Regions from separate parts of the Mus musculus genome. Here regions 1, 2 and 3 are each linked to region 4. Evidence: chromatin contacts called from public promoter capture Hi-C data. All regions are on one chromosome and are shown on one strand. The core of a region is the stretch at or near the end of the contact, and the rest is flanking DNA. Distances in the headings are between cores, read along the strand shown. Region 1 overlaps Prkce (protein kinase C, epsilon). Region 2 overlaps Prkce (protein kinase C, epsilon). Region 3 overlaps Prkce (protein kinase C, epsilon). Region 4 has its middle 6.0 kb from the start of Tmem247.

Evidence for each region. Promoter capture Hi-C pulls out the DNA fragments that hold promoters and counts their contacts.
Region 1: a promoter capture Hi-C map of liver shows a contact between it and region 4, with 4 times the contacts expected there. The contact joins two enhancer-like sites. A contact is called at or near these places in 4 of 39 promoter capture datasets (embryonic stem cells, liver and stem cell-derived epiblast-like cells) and 1 of 9 other capture datasets (embryonic stem cells).
Region 2: a contact with region 4 is called in a promoter capture Hi-C map of liver, with 6 times the contacts expected there. The contact joins two enhancer-like sites. A contact is called at or near these places in 10 of 39 promoter capture datasets (the 3T3-L1 cell line, the C10 cell line, the HPC-7 cell line and 6 more), 1 of 115 datasets of contacts at active chromatin or transcription factors (bone marrow-derived macrophages) and 1 of 9 other capture datasets (adipose tissue).
Region 3: a contact with region 4 is called in a promoter capture Hi-C map of liver, with 6 times the contacts expected there. The contact joins two enhancer-like sites. A contact is called at or near these places in 3 of 39 promoter capture datasets (hippocampal neurons, liver and pre-B cells), 1 of 15 datasets of contacts at CTCF or cohesin (the NIH/3T3 cell line), 2 of 115 datasets of contacts at active chromatin or transcription factors (embryonic stem cells and pancreatic cancer cells) and 2 of 9 other capture datasets (adipose tissue and liver).

What each region holds. Positions count from the first base shown.
Region 1 is chr17:86,393,096-86,396,014 of GRCm38.p6, forward strand. The region is part of intron 2 of Prkce (protein kinase C, epsilon); the gene reads left to right. Among named protein-coding and RNA genes, the nearest start is that of Gm30284, 50 kb to the right of the region's middle. Within about 2 kb of position 1,481, at least 11 of the 459 cell types and tissues checked have an H3K27ac peak or open chromatin away from gene starts, as enhancers often do. A contact at or near this core is called in liver, where this site is marked.
Region 2 is chr17:86,235,599-86,238,298 of GRCm38.p6, forward strand. All of the region lies in intron 1 of Prkce (protein kinase C, epsilon), which reads left to right. Gm52296 (a long non-coding RNA gene) reads right to left here. Exons shown (of 2, transcript XR_003952295.1): 1 at 1-2,700. Among named protein-coding and RNA genes, the nearest start is that of Gm52296, 6.4 kb to the right of the region's middle. Within about 2 kb of position 1,438, at least 67 of the 459 cell types and tissues checked have an H3K27ac peak or open chromatin away from gene starts, as enhancers often do. A contact at or near this core is called in liver, where this site is marked.
Region 3 is chr17:86,202,833-86,205,532 of GRCm38.p6, forward strand. The region is part of intron 1 of Prkce (protein kinase C, epsilon); the gene reads left to right. Among named protein-coding and RNA genes, the nearest start is that of Prkce, 36 kb to the left of the region's middle. Within about 2 kb of position 1,434, at least 25 of the 459 cell types and tissues checked have an H3K27ac peak or open chromatin away from gene starts, as enhancers often do. A contact at or near this core is called in liver, where this site is marked.
Region 4 is chr17:86,909,867-86,912,785 of GRCm38.p6, forward strand. No RefSeq gene overlaps it. Among named protein-coding and RNA genes, the nearest start is that of Tmem247, 6.0 kb to the right of the region's middle. Within about 2 kb of position 1,280, at least 20 of the 459 cell types and tissues checked have an H3K27ac peak or open chromatin away from gene starts, as enhancers often do. A contact at or near this core is called in liver, where this site is marked.

The sequences.
Region 1 (2,919 bases), core at 231-2,730, 520 kb before region 4:
AAACTCTTTCATTTTTTTCCTGAATTTTGCAAACATTAGTCTTATTGGCCAGACCAACATCATCTCCAGAAGTCTGGCTACACGGGCTCTGAGGGGTGGGAATCTGGTTTTCCGTCCTTTTCAGGGGCAATGTGCATACAGAAAGATGGTAGAGTGTAGGACAAGCCAGGGCCATCCCTTGTGTGTCAGATCAAGAGAAACAAGCAGACCCTTGTGTCCAGGGTTGGCAGAGGAGGCCAGAATTGAAGCAAGCTACATTGCCAAATGATTGTGAACCTTTTTCTGACCTGTGTGGACAGTGCCACCAATGGGCAGCCAAAGGCCAGAGGTCCGTTCTTTGGCTTCCGCTTACCTCTCTGCAAGTGTTAGAGCGAGTGATCATATCCAGAGGGACGTTCTGAAGAACCCCGGTCTCTCTGGCTGTTACGAAGCGAAATCATACATTCAAACTTTGTCTTATTGCGCGGATGCCAGTGCTTGCTGTCAGCTTCTAGCTGGCAAAGTCAAACTTGCTTGACCACAGAAAAGCGCCACTGCCTAAAGAATGCAGAAGAAGAGTTTCCTAGCGATGGGAAGTGTTTCCTCAGAAGAACAAGTGGGTGGTTCTATGGGGAGAAGGTGTCCTTCACTTGTAAGGGAACCTTTGACACCGCCTCTGTCAGAAGTCTCTGGTACAGTCATGAAAGAAAGCCTCTTGAAGTACATGTGGCACCTGCCCCTTAAAGAGAACCCAAAGCATGGTGACCCTGACCTTGTGGACAAGAGGAGTCTCCCAGGAATCTGTCTGGGCTATGAGCCATCTCATGGGCTCCCTAGAGGGGCCTGTGACCATGATTGGAAATTAGAGCAATTGTAAAGTGTTCATTGTAGATCATGTCTCATTTGTATCGATCTCCTGCAGACACCGATGATATTGTTCATGGCAAATGTAGACTAGGGAGCTTGTGGTCACTGGTGAGTGTCTTGAAGGAAGGAAGGAAGGAGCATTTCAGATGCGAATGTGTGTGGCATCTGCAGTCGAGCAGGGCATGATAAGAGTCTGATGGGAAAAGTTTTGCTGAACCTCCTCAGGTCAGCAGAATCAGGTCTTGTGAGAACCAGACCAAGGGTGAAGGAAGGTGGTAGACAGCCTCTGGGAGTCAGATAATGCAAAACAGAGTAAGAAGACACTGCAGATGGGAAGTTGGCTCTGTAGTGAATCTTCCATTGCTTTGAGATTTTCGCCTTAGATATCAGAGTTTGTGATGCGTGTGATTCTGAAGTGTTTTACTGGGTCGCGGTTTAAGCATGAGACAGAGGAAGCAGCTACGGGGGAAAGCTCTGAGCTCTGTGCTCACAAGCCTACTCCCTTACGTTGGGAGAACTCAGCCCCACTGTTCATGTGCTTGCTCTCGCAGTAATGAGTTATAGAACCGAGCAAGCTTTCTGGAAGTTGGGCATGTCATTTGCATAGCTCTCAGAATCTTCCTGGTTCTTTCCATGTTTGTGTGTTTTGGCTGAACTTGAAGTCACGGCATAGAGTGTAGCTTTCTGTGTACACACAGGTCTAGCTAGCACTTGGCTTCCTCCACTTACCATGGAGATCAGATATGGACCGGGCTGCCTGTGGAGAGACCCACAGCCTTTCTCCCTGCTGTTGGGCTCCAGGAGACCAAATCCCTCAGTGCAGATCCCTTATCAGAGGCCTTTTGTTCTCTATAAGCACTTTAGTAAGTAGAGGGCTAGCGTTATTACTAAATCCCGGCTTTTCCTAATAACATGAAGCCGATGCTTGCTTATCTGCCCTGGAGCAATTACTTATCAGAATCACCCAAAATGTGTATCCACCTCACATGTGTGCTAGAACTCTGAGAGATTGCCATTTAATTTTGATAGTGAGGATTTAATATGTATGTTTTTAATAGGGAAATTTCTGTATCAATAGTGGGAAGAATTATATAATCCCATCTGTCCATGCCTAGAGTTATCTACTATCTTAGATACTTCTTTGACTGTAGCAAATACTAGAGGTAACTCAACATAAAAAGGGGAAAGGTTAATTTGGCTCACAGTCTTGGAGCATTTGGTCCATGGTTGGTTAGGGTTAGGCTTAGGGTTAGGCTTAGGGTTAGGGTTAGGCTTAGGGTTAGGGCTAACATTGCTTTTGGGCCTGGTTGAGGAGAGCATCATGGTATGCGTTTATAGCAGAGGCAGCTGTTTACCTCATGATGACTGAGAATAATAAACAGGAAGAGGATGGGTTGGTTCAGTCCTCAAATGCTCTTCAAGGAATTGACCCAATAACCTAACATTCTTCCTCTATATCCTGCTTCTTAAAGGCTCTGCACCTTACAGGGTTAGGTTAGGACAGTGATTCTCGGCACTTCCACAGGGTCACACATCAAATAGCCTGTATATCAGGTATTTATATTATGATTCGTAAGAGAAAATTACAGGTGTGATATAGCAATAACTTCATGGTTGGGGGGCGGTCTCTGTAACACTAGGAACTTATTAAAGGGTTTCTTTATGAACCTTATGGAGGCCAAGGACTTCTGGCTCAGAGGGATACACTTGTAACACACACCAGTTTGGGAGACATTCAGGTTTCCACTTGTAGCATTTGCCTTTGGTAAGTGGCTCCATCTTCAAGGATATCTCTCAGTCTTCTGTGGATATTGACTCCAGACCCTTGCTGCCACCATGAACACCTAAGCCTCGACTGCTGTGTTCCCTCTGTAAATGGCAGAATATGTGCTTATAGCGCACACTTCCTCCTGTGTGCTTTAAATCCCTGGACCACTTCAAACCTAATGTAGTGTAAATGGCATGTAAATGAAGGCAGTGTCACCTGGCTAGGTTGTAAATGGTTACATTGTACATGGCCATGTTGTAAATGGTTACATTGTACATGGCTATGTTGTAAATGGTTACATTGCA
Region 2 (2,700 bases), core at 188-2,687, 670 kb before region 4:
AGCTCCGTCCTGTATGTGGAAGGGCAAGAACCATGTGAAAATACAAGGCTCCAGCTTGCTCTCAATGAATACCTTCCAGGCATAGGGACAGTGGATCATGAGCCTGTCAGGCCCCTCGTGGAATCTCTCTGGCATTCTTGGAATCGAATTTGTGTGAACAGCACCAAGGTGTGCCTGAAGCAATAGTCCCTGCCCCAAGTGTCAGTGTCTTTTCCATGTGAACATGGCAGTGGACGCGTGGCTGGAGGTGTGGGCATTTGGGTCAACAGATAACCACTGATCCTTCGCCTCTCAGTTTCTAGACTCCCACACCTGTAACTCAGGTCCCTCTGGCCTTTGCTCCTAAGCAATCAGGAATTTTTTTTTTTTTTTTTCTGCTACAGAATGAGGCTGAGCCTCACAGAGCTGGCAACAAGTGACAATTCCAAGTGCCAGCTGAGCAGACAACTCCCTTAGCAATGTACACTGTTATTATTGTTGCCTCATTGCTTTATTATATCTTTTGCAGTCCTGGGACTGGAACACAGAGCCTCACAATGCTCCATAAGCGCCCTTGCTCTCCTGTGGACTTGGGTGTCATTTGCTCTAGGTTACCACCTCGTGTTTGGCTTGTCACTTTGGGTTATCTTCGTTTGGTTGGTTTTGTCACTGGGCCAGAAATAGACTCTAGTTGGGAGAACACCTCTTTTTCCCTTCCCTTCTGATGTCTTGACACCCCTGGTAGGTGCCGCCGGACCTGAGTCATATTGCTCACTAACTTTTGGGATCTCTGGGGACTCAGTCTTCAGTGACATGCTGTTTTCTCTCCTGTGGATCTTGGCTCCTCCTCTTCGGTGACATCTCTCCAGTTTCCCTTTCCTGTATCATGGCTCTTCATTGTCTTCTGAAAAAGCTCCGGCGTGCCCCACCCCACCCCCAAACTTGGCTTCTCTTCTAGGGTTTTTCTACAAGTACAGTTTCCATAGAAACAGTCTAGTACATTCTCTGGAGTTGAATCTTGTCAGAAAAACCTGAGTGGTTAGGGGACGAAGAGGAGGTGAGTTGGGAAAGGAAGGCCTGTGTGTGGAAGGATGCTGGGACCAGTGTCAGTAAGGCCTGATGTTTCTGTCTTCCGCACTCCTACGGCGAATCTCATCCCCAGCACCCTGGGCATTCCCTCCCAGCTGTATCCAGAGGTCTGGGGTTTTTTATTTTGTGTTCCTAGTACTGGGCCTGAGCTGAACCTCTGTCTTAAGCCACTGTGGCAGTTTTGAATGTCTGAAGTGACTATGAAATCCTTCAATTCTTGCTCAACTTTCCATGCTTGTCTTTTACCTTCTGTTGAAAGGCAGCCAGCAATACTAGAATCCTTGGCAAGAACTGTCTCTCCCTTTCAAAGGTCAGTGCGGGTGCCATCGGGACAGCCTGGCTGGAATGGACCTGCCCAGAGAGACTGTGTTTGTCTCGGGACAGGCTGGCACACCCCAGCGTCACGTGACTGCTGGGAAGGAGGAGGAGAATACTGCCCCTCATGGGTTCTTCCCACAGAGTGCAGGTCTGTAAGTGGTCTGTCTTACACTGAGTGGCAGGGATTGCTGGCCCTGGGAGTGAGGGAGTGACTCTCAGACAACAATGTTTTATCCTCTCCCTCCCAATCACAGGACAGTTGTTCATCTCTGTCCCATGCTTGCCTACAACTGGGCAAATGTGCCTGAGCACAGATGCACTGGCATTTCAGGGCGTTTTGTTGGCATCAGGAAAGCTGCCATTCAGTTCATCTTGGAATATATTTCCAGACTCAGCGTATGTCCATGAAGCCCATGGTACATCGTGGATCCCTTATGTCGGGCTTCCTTGTCTTTAAAAGGAAATCCTGAGGGAGGCTTGTATCTTAGATGGGGACAGTGACGCCGAAGTTAGGGAAGACGGCTTGTGAGGTGACCACACCCCAGCTTCTGCTGTGCTTGGGGACTCCCATGTCAAGGAGGCAGCCGAGGTTGCCACTTCCCACTGGCCTGGCCACTTCCTCAAACTCATCATCTATCAGTTAAACAAAGGAGAACCAAACATCAGGAATGACATTATGTAGTAGCTAACTGTGGGGAGAGGCTGGACAGAGGGGACCCAGTCCAGAATACCAGGCCCCGTCCATTCTCCGAGGATGCATTTACGCCCCAGACCCAGGGACCTACCTTGGATTTCAAGAAAGGCAGAGATAGAGGTGTACCTCCTCTACCCTAGCCGAGGAAACCAATGACTGTTTTTTTCAGAATCACCTGAAGGCAACATTCATTGTCTTAGTCTGTCTTCAAAGATTGACTGTCAAGCTTGTAGACTGACGTGATGTGTTTTCCAAGTTTACAGACAGACTCGGCAAAGCTGATATTTGGGCAGGTTGACTGTTGTAGGGCTGTGCCGTGCTCAGACGCATGTTGAGTAGCATCCATGGTTCTCTACCCAGGAGATGTCAGGAGATCTCTCCCCTAGCTGGAACAGTAGCATCTATAGATTACTGAGTAATCAATTCTAGCCCTGATGAAACTTCTCTGTCCAGTTGGTTAGCATATGAGAGAGGCTCCAGTCATTTGAGAGGGACGAGGTAATGGCCACCACATGCTTGCCTGTCATTTTATGAAGTTAGCATATCAGTTCAAATTAGGACATCTGAATTGTAGAATCCGTTCACTAATCCTCGGAAGCAGGCTGTACAGAAAGCCTAAT
Region 3 (2,700 bases), core at 184-2,683, 710 kb before region 4:
TCTCACAAGAGACAGCTACATCTGGGTCCTTTCAATAAAATCTTGCTAGTGTATGCAATGCAGATAGTACTTTTGATAATGCACACAGGGTGGCCTGTGTGTCCAACGTGAGGAGACACAGGCCTTGTATGCCCTGCAAGCCTTTTGCCATCACAAAAGGGTGTGCGGGACTGGCAGCATGCCTTCATGGAAGCATGAAGAAGAGCAGGGGGTGGCCTGCCACAGGTGAGAAGAGGCCCAGAGGATGGCTGCCTGCATGGCTGGTGCTGGCACTCCTTGCAGAAGCTATTCCTGGCTTCCCTTTAGTCTCTTCCCTGCTGCTGTTTGTGGTCTGAAAGTTGGCCAACAAAGGGGAGGCTGCTGAGCTGAGCTGAGCTGAGAAGCAGAGGCCCAGGCGACCTAACACTGCCAGGGACTCTTAGGTAACTCACATTGGGTCAAAGAGAAGAGCTGGGTTCCTCTCTCTGTAAAAGACAAATAGGATCCGTCTCATGTTGGAAACGGAAGTTATTGTTATGGCGTTGACCGACAACCATCCCTGCGACCAAGGCAGACCCTGTGCTGTTTAAGTATGTGCTATCACTTATTATGGGATACAGTGGTTCCCAATTTGAAAGGGGGGGAGGGGAGGATGATAGCCTAGTGAGGTGGCACATGCTTATCAGTCCAGCACTTGGGAAACTGAGGCCGGAGGATTACCATGAGTTCCATGCTAATTTAGGCTACCCAACGAGACCCTCTCACACAAACGCAAAACAAACAACAAGGAAAAGATAAGGAGCATAGGTAGGAAGCGTGGTTTGGTAGTAGAATACTTGCGAGCATGCACAAGGCCCTAGGGGGCCCACCCCTCACTCTAAGCTTGCCCATGTACATGGTACCCTCGCTGGGGATTCTCTGACTTTTCTTCCAGCTCATTACTCAGCAGATACCTCCTGAAAGCTGAGAAGACACAACTGCTCCGATTCAAATAATGGCCATCGCGCCAGGAGGGAGTGCCAAGGAGTTAATTAAAGCAAACAGAACATCTGGCAGGTTTCCTAGGGCAAGAAAAATAGTTTTCTTTTCCCCTCATGCTCCTGATAACACCCCGCAAAGCATGGCCATTTCTTTTGTGTCACGCCAAGTTTGTCGTTTGACAGACACCTGCTGAGTTTCCACTGTGACCCAGGATACCGATTAGACGCCAGAGATGGGGCAGGGTGGACATGTCTTTGGGGCGGGGTTGCGTTGGGAAAATAAGGCGCTGCACACACAGAAGAGGGGGCCCCAGACTTATTTCTATGGTGTTCACGTAAGGTGCCACTTAATATATACCAGTTACAAGTTAAGAGTGTCTGCCTAAAAGAGAAAACCCAAGCGAGCAGGAAGTCATGGTGACATTTGCCCATTGTCTGCTGGTTCTCAGAGAGCGGGGAAGGGAGCCAAGGGGAGGCGGGACTAGTGTGGGCAGCCTCCTCCTGGTCTCTTGTCACCTGTGACACTCCCTCCAGCCAGCATGCTGCCAGCCCTCACATTTCTCATTGATAGCAAGTAGGTGGAATTTCTATGATGTCCCATGGATACATTAGGCATTTGGCTCTCTATATACCTTTCCATTTCACCATCTCTAAGGTATGGCGTTCATTGACACTGTTCCAGAAGGCTGCCATAACTCCAGCTGTCACATATTCATTCTAAGAGAAAGGCAAGGAAGGCGTTCTTGTTTGTTTATTGTGTACACGTGTTTGCGCACATGCCCCTGGCAGCACTAGTTCCAGCACGCATAGGTATGGCAGCCAGAGAGAGATGTCAGCATCTCTGCCTAGTGCACACATCTTATTTTTCAAGTCTGGGTCTCCTGCTGAGCCTGGAACTTACCATGCTCTCTCCTGTCTGGCTAGTGAGCTCCAGGAGCCCTCTTGTTTCTGCTGCCCGATTCTAGGATTACAAGTGCCACGACCCTGCCCAGCTCTCTACATGGGCGCTCGGGGTCCAAACTCAGGGCCTCCTGCATGCATTCCCACTTCTTCCAGCCAGAGTTGTCCTTGGGGATGGGGATATAGCTCAGTTGGGGAAGGGCTGTGGTGGGGTAATGAACCCTAGGCTGTATGACTGCCAGGAACTCATACACTGGGTGTGGTACTGGTGATACCCGTAGAGGGGAGGTAGAGGCAGGAAGATTGGGAGTTTTGTGATTAAGGCTTTTGGAAGCTATGGAAGTTTGAGGCCAGCTGGGATTGCATGCTACATCACATCAAAAAACAATAAGAAAAAAAGATGGCAGCAGCAATGACAAAACAAACAAACAAACAAGGGGCTGTAAGATGGCCTAGCACATGGAAGCCCTTGCTGCATAAAGTCAAGTTCAGGCTCTGGAGCCCAGAGTCTAGGCCTCTCTAACCACTAAGCTATCTACCAGCAGTGATTGGTGTGAAAGCCACCTATACCCCTTAGCTTGTAATCCCACTTCTAAAATGTTGTACGAAATGTTCGTGTGCAGAGACATGTTGAGCATGTTAGGTGCAGTGTCTGAGTGGCCCCTGTTGGTCTGGGTCATACTGCTCACCCAGGAGCTGGGAAAGGGCACTCTAGTTTCCAGACCCACTAGCAGCTCAGCAGTGAGCCAGACTACCCAGAAACAAAATCGGTACTGCAGTTTTGGACATTGTCCTTGTATTTCAGCAAAGGGAGGAATCCTCCTTGTCGGGCAGTCGCCCT
Region 4 (2,919 bases), core at 30-2,529:
CCGATCATTCTGCAGAAAGACAAGAATCCCTGGAAAATCTGAGCCACCGCTCAACAAGGGCAGGCCACGAGAGGGCAGAATTGGCCCACATGGCCACAGAGAAGGGGAAACTTAGAGAACAAAGATGGAGTGTTCTTGACGGGAGCCTGTGTAGATGCACATGAGAGAAGGAGGGCATCCGATAAGATGTCGAGGAAGCTTTAGAGAGACGCTCCCTCCATTACTTGGTGACTCTAGGTCAGCAACAGAACCAAGAAAGCCCATTCCCAAAGGCCAGTGAAGAGTGGGCTTACAACTGCAGTCTGGCTCACGAGTGACGAGTTAGAAACAACAATGAAGGCCCTCGGGAAACACCACAGGCTCTGCCACATTGCCCACGTGGTTCCCAGGGTGCTCTTGGCCTGGCTGATGGGTGGCAGTGCTGTACTGTGCACAGCCTTTCCCGCTGTGCTTGACAGTTCTGTCCTCTAATCCTAAGCAAGTAAGTGGGGCAGTTGGCCACCAAGAGTTACTGTGCGCTCAAGCTGGAGGGCATCCAGACCCTTCTGCCTGCAAGTGGTGAGATCCAGGATGCCAGCCTGACCCAGGCCCAGGATCTTTCTTGGAACATCCCTCCTTCAGAAGCCCCAACCTGGCTAAAACACATGGGGGCCTTCACTCGGGTTTCTCAGGGGCCCCCCATAAATGAGTTCTGCTATCACAGACCCAGTATATAAAAAGTAACTGGGGTCATATAAGTATATGCCGGGGTAAAACAGTGTTATTAAATTATGGAAAGTTCCTTTAAACAAGCCAGACCTTAATCCCAGCACTCAAAGAAGATGAGGCAGGGGAATCATGCTTGTGAATAGCCTGAATCATATAGTGATACATACACGCACACACAGATAGATAGATAAATAGATAGATAGATAGATAGATAGATAGATAGATAGATAGATAGAGAACTGAGAAGACAATACTATCAATAAAATTGTTGTTAGGCAAGCATAAGGCCCTGAGTTCATATCTCCACCCTCACACCAGCCCCACACACATGTAAAAAGTCACCTAGGTATCCTGTGCCCATAATCACAGTGGTGGGGGAAATAAGGACAGAAGGGTTTCTGTGTCTGCTAACCAGCTAGACTTACTGAATTGGTAAACTCTAGGTTCAGTGAAAGTCCCTGTCTCAAAAGGAAAGAAAGAAAGAGGGGGAGAGGGAGGGAGGGAGAGAGAGAGAGAGAAAGAGAGAGAGAGAAAGGACACTCTACATTGACCTTTGATCTCTACACACACATGTGTACACACAAACAAACAAAAGCAAGTTTCTTTAAACAGCAAAGTTCACACACCAGTCCCTGTCGCCTGGGGTTTTTAAAACAGAAGTGAATTGCTAAGATGGGTTTCTGCCATCTTCTGCTCGCTCACCCACAGTAAGCCCACAGTGAGGTGAGAAGCTAAAGGCAGAACACGGTTAAGAAGTGGCACCTCTGGTTCTCTCTGGGGTGTCCAGGCTTTGGGGTGACCCTTTCTTTGGTCGGCTGACCATGTCACATTCACTGGTCAGAAGGGAGCCAGTATTCTAGCAGGGTGCCTGGCTAAACAGTCCCTTTAGTGGCCTTTGCAAGAGCATGACTGTCTAATGCAGCTAGTGAAAAGAAACAACCGTTTTATCAGGAACAGCCAGAGATACTCCAGGAGGGCTTTGAGAGGGCAGGGGTGTGCTCAGGGAGCAGGAAGAAGTCATGACATGCTCCCCCGCCCCCAGTGCTGTGATCCTTGCAATTTCTCTGACAGGATCATAGGTGTGGAAGGGTTTTGGTGTCTTCTTAAAGGCAGGCAGGGAGGCAGGCCGTGTTGAAAGGGAACTTACCTTTCACTGTTCCTCCTGTAACCTGAAGCTAACAACTGAACCTGTAACCTGTAACCTGTAACCTGTAACCTGTAACCCTGCGCAGCTTCTCTTGCCCGATGGCGTGGCTGTCCTCAGAGGGTGCAGCCGAGCCATTGCTGGATGGGAGCTTTCTAGCTCTAGCATACCTTCCTTTCTGAGCAAATGCCAAACACCTCGCCCACTCCAGAGCTTCAGCAGCAACCTTGTGGCCAGTCCCCAGCTGAGGTTTTCAGCGGTGCCTTCATGCCGGGTTCATCATCTCCTAGGCAACTTCCCAGTGTTGACATTCCCAAAAAAACAGCTAGGCTTGACCCACTTGACCTTGACCTTAGTGAGCTTTAGACCATCCAGTGACTCTAGTGCTCCTGGGTGTGCATGTGTGTATGTGTGCGTGCATACATGGGTGCGTGCATGTGTAGTGAGCATATGTGTGTGCATTCATGTGTGTGTGTGTACATATGTGTATGTGAATATATGGGGAGTGTGTGTGTATGTATGGGGAGTGTGTGTGTGTATATATATATGCATGTGTGTGTGTAGGTATGGTGAGCGTGTGTGTGTGTGTGTGTGTGTGTGTGTGTGTGTGTGATTTGCATTGAAACCAGAGGTTAATGTCCAGTGTCTTTCTCAGTCACTCTCCACCACACTTTTTGAGTTGGGAAATCTTACTAAACCTGGAATTTATGGCCTTCAGCTAGACTGGCTGACCAGTGATATACAGAGATCCACCACTCCCACCTCCCCAGTACTAGAATTACAGACATGCACCCCTAGCTTTTACAGGGGTGCTAGGGACCCAAAGCCCGGCCTTTATGCACATTGCCACCACAGTGCCCAGCCGTCTCCCTATCCTCACTTTTCTAAATGGTTGTAAAGGTTTTTTTAATGTGTATGCTAGAGGTCTTCATGTATGTATGTGTACTGAGTGTCTGCATGTATGTATGTGTACTAGACTATCTGCATGCATGTATGTGTATTAGATTATCTGCATGTATGTATGTGTACTGAGTGTCTGCATGTATGTATGTGTACTAGACTATCTG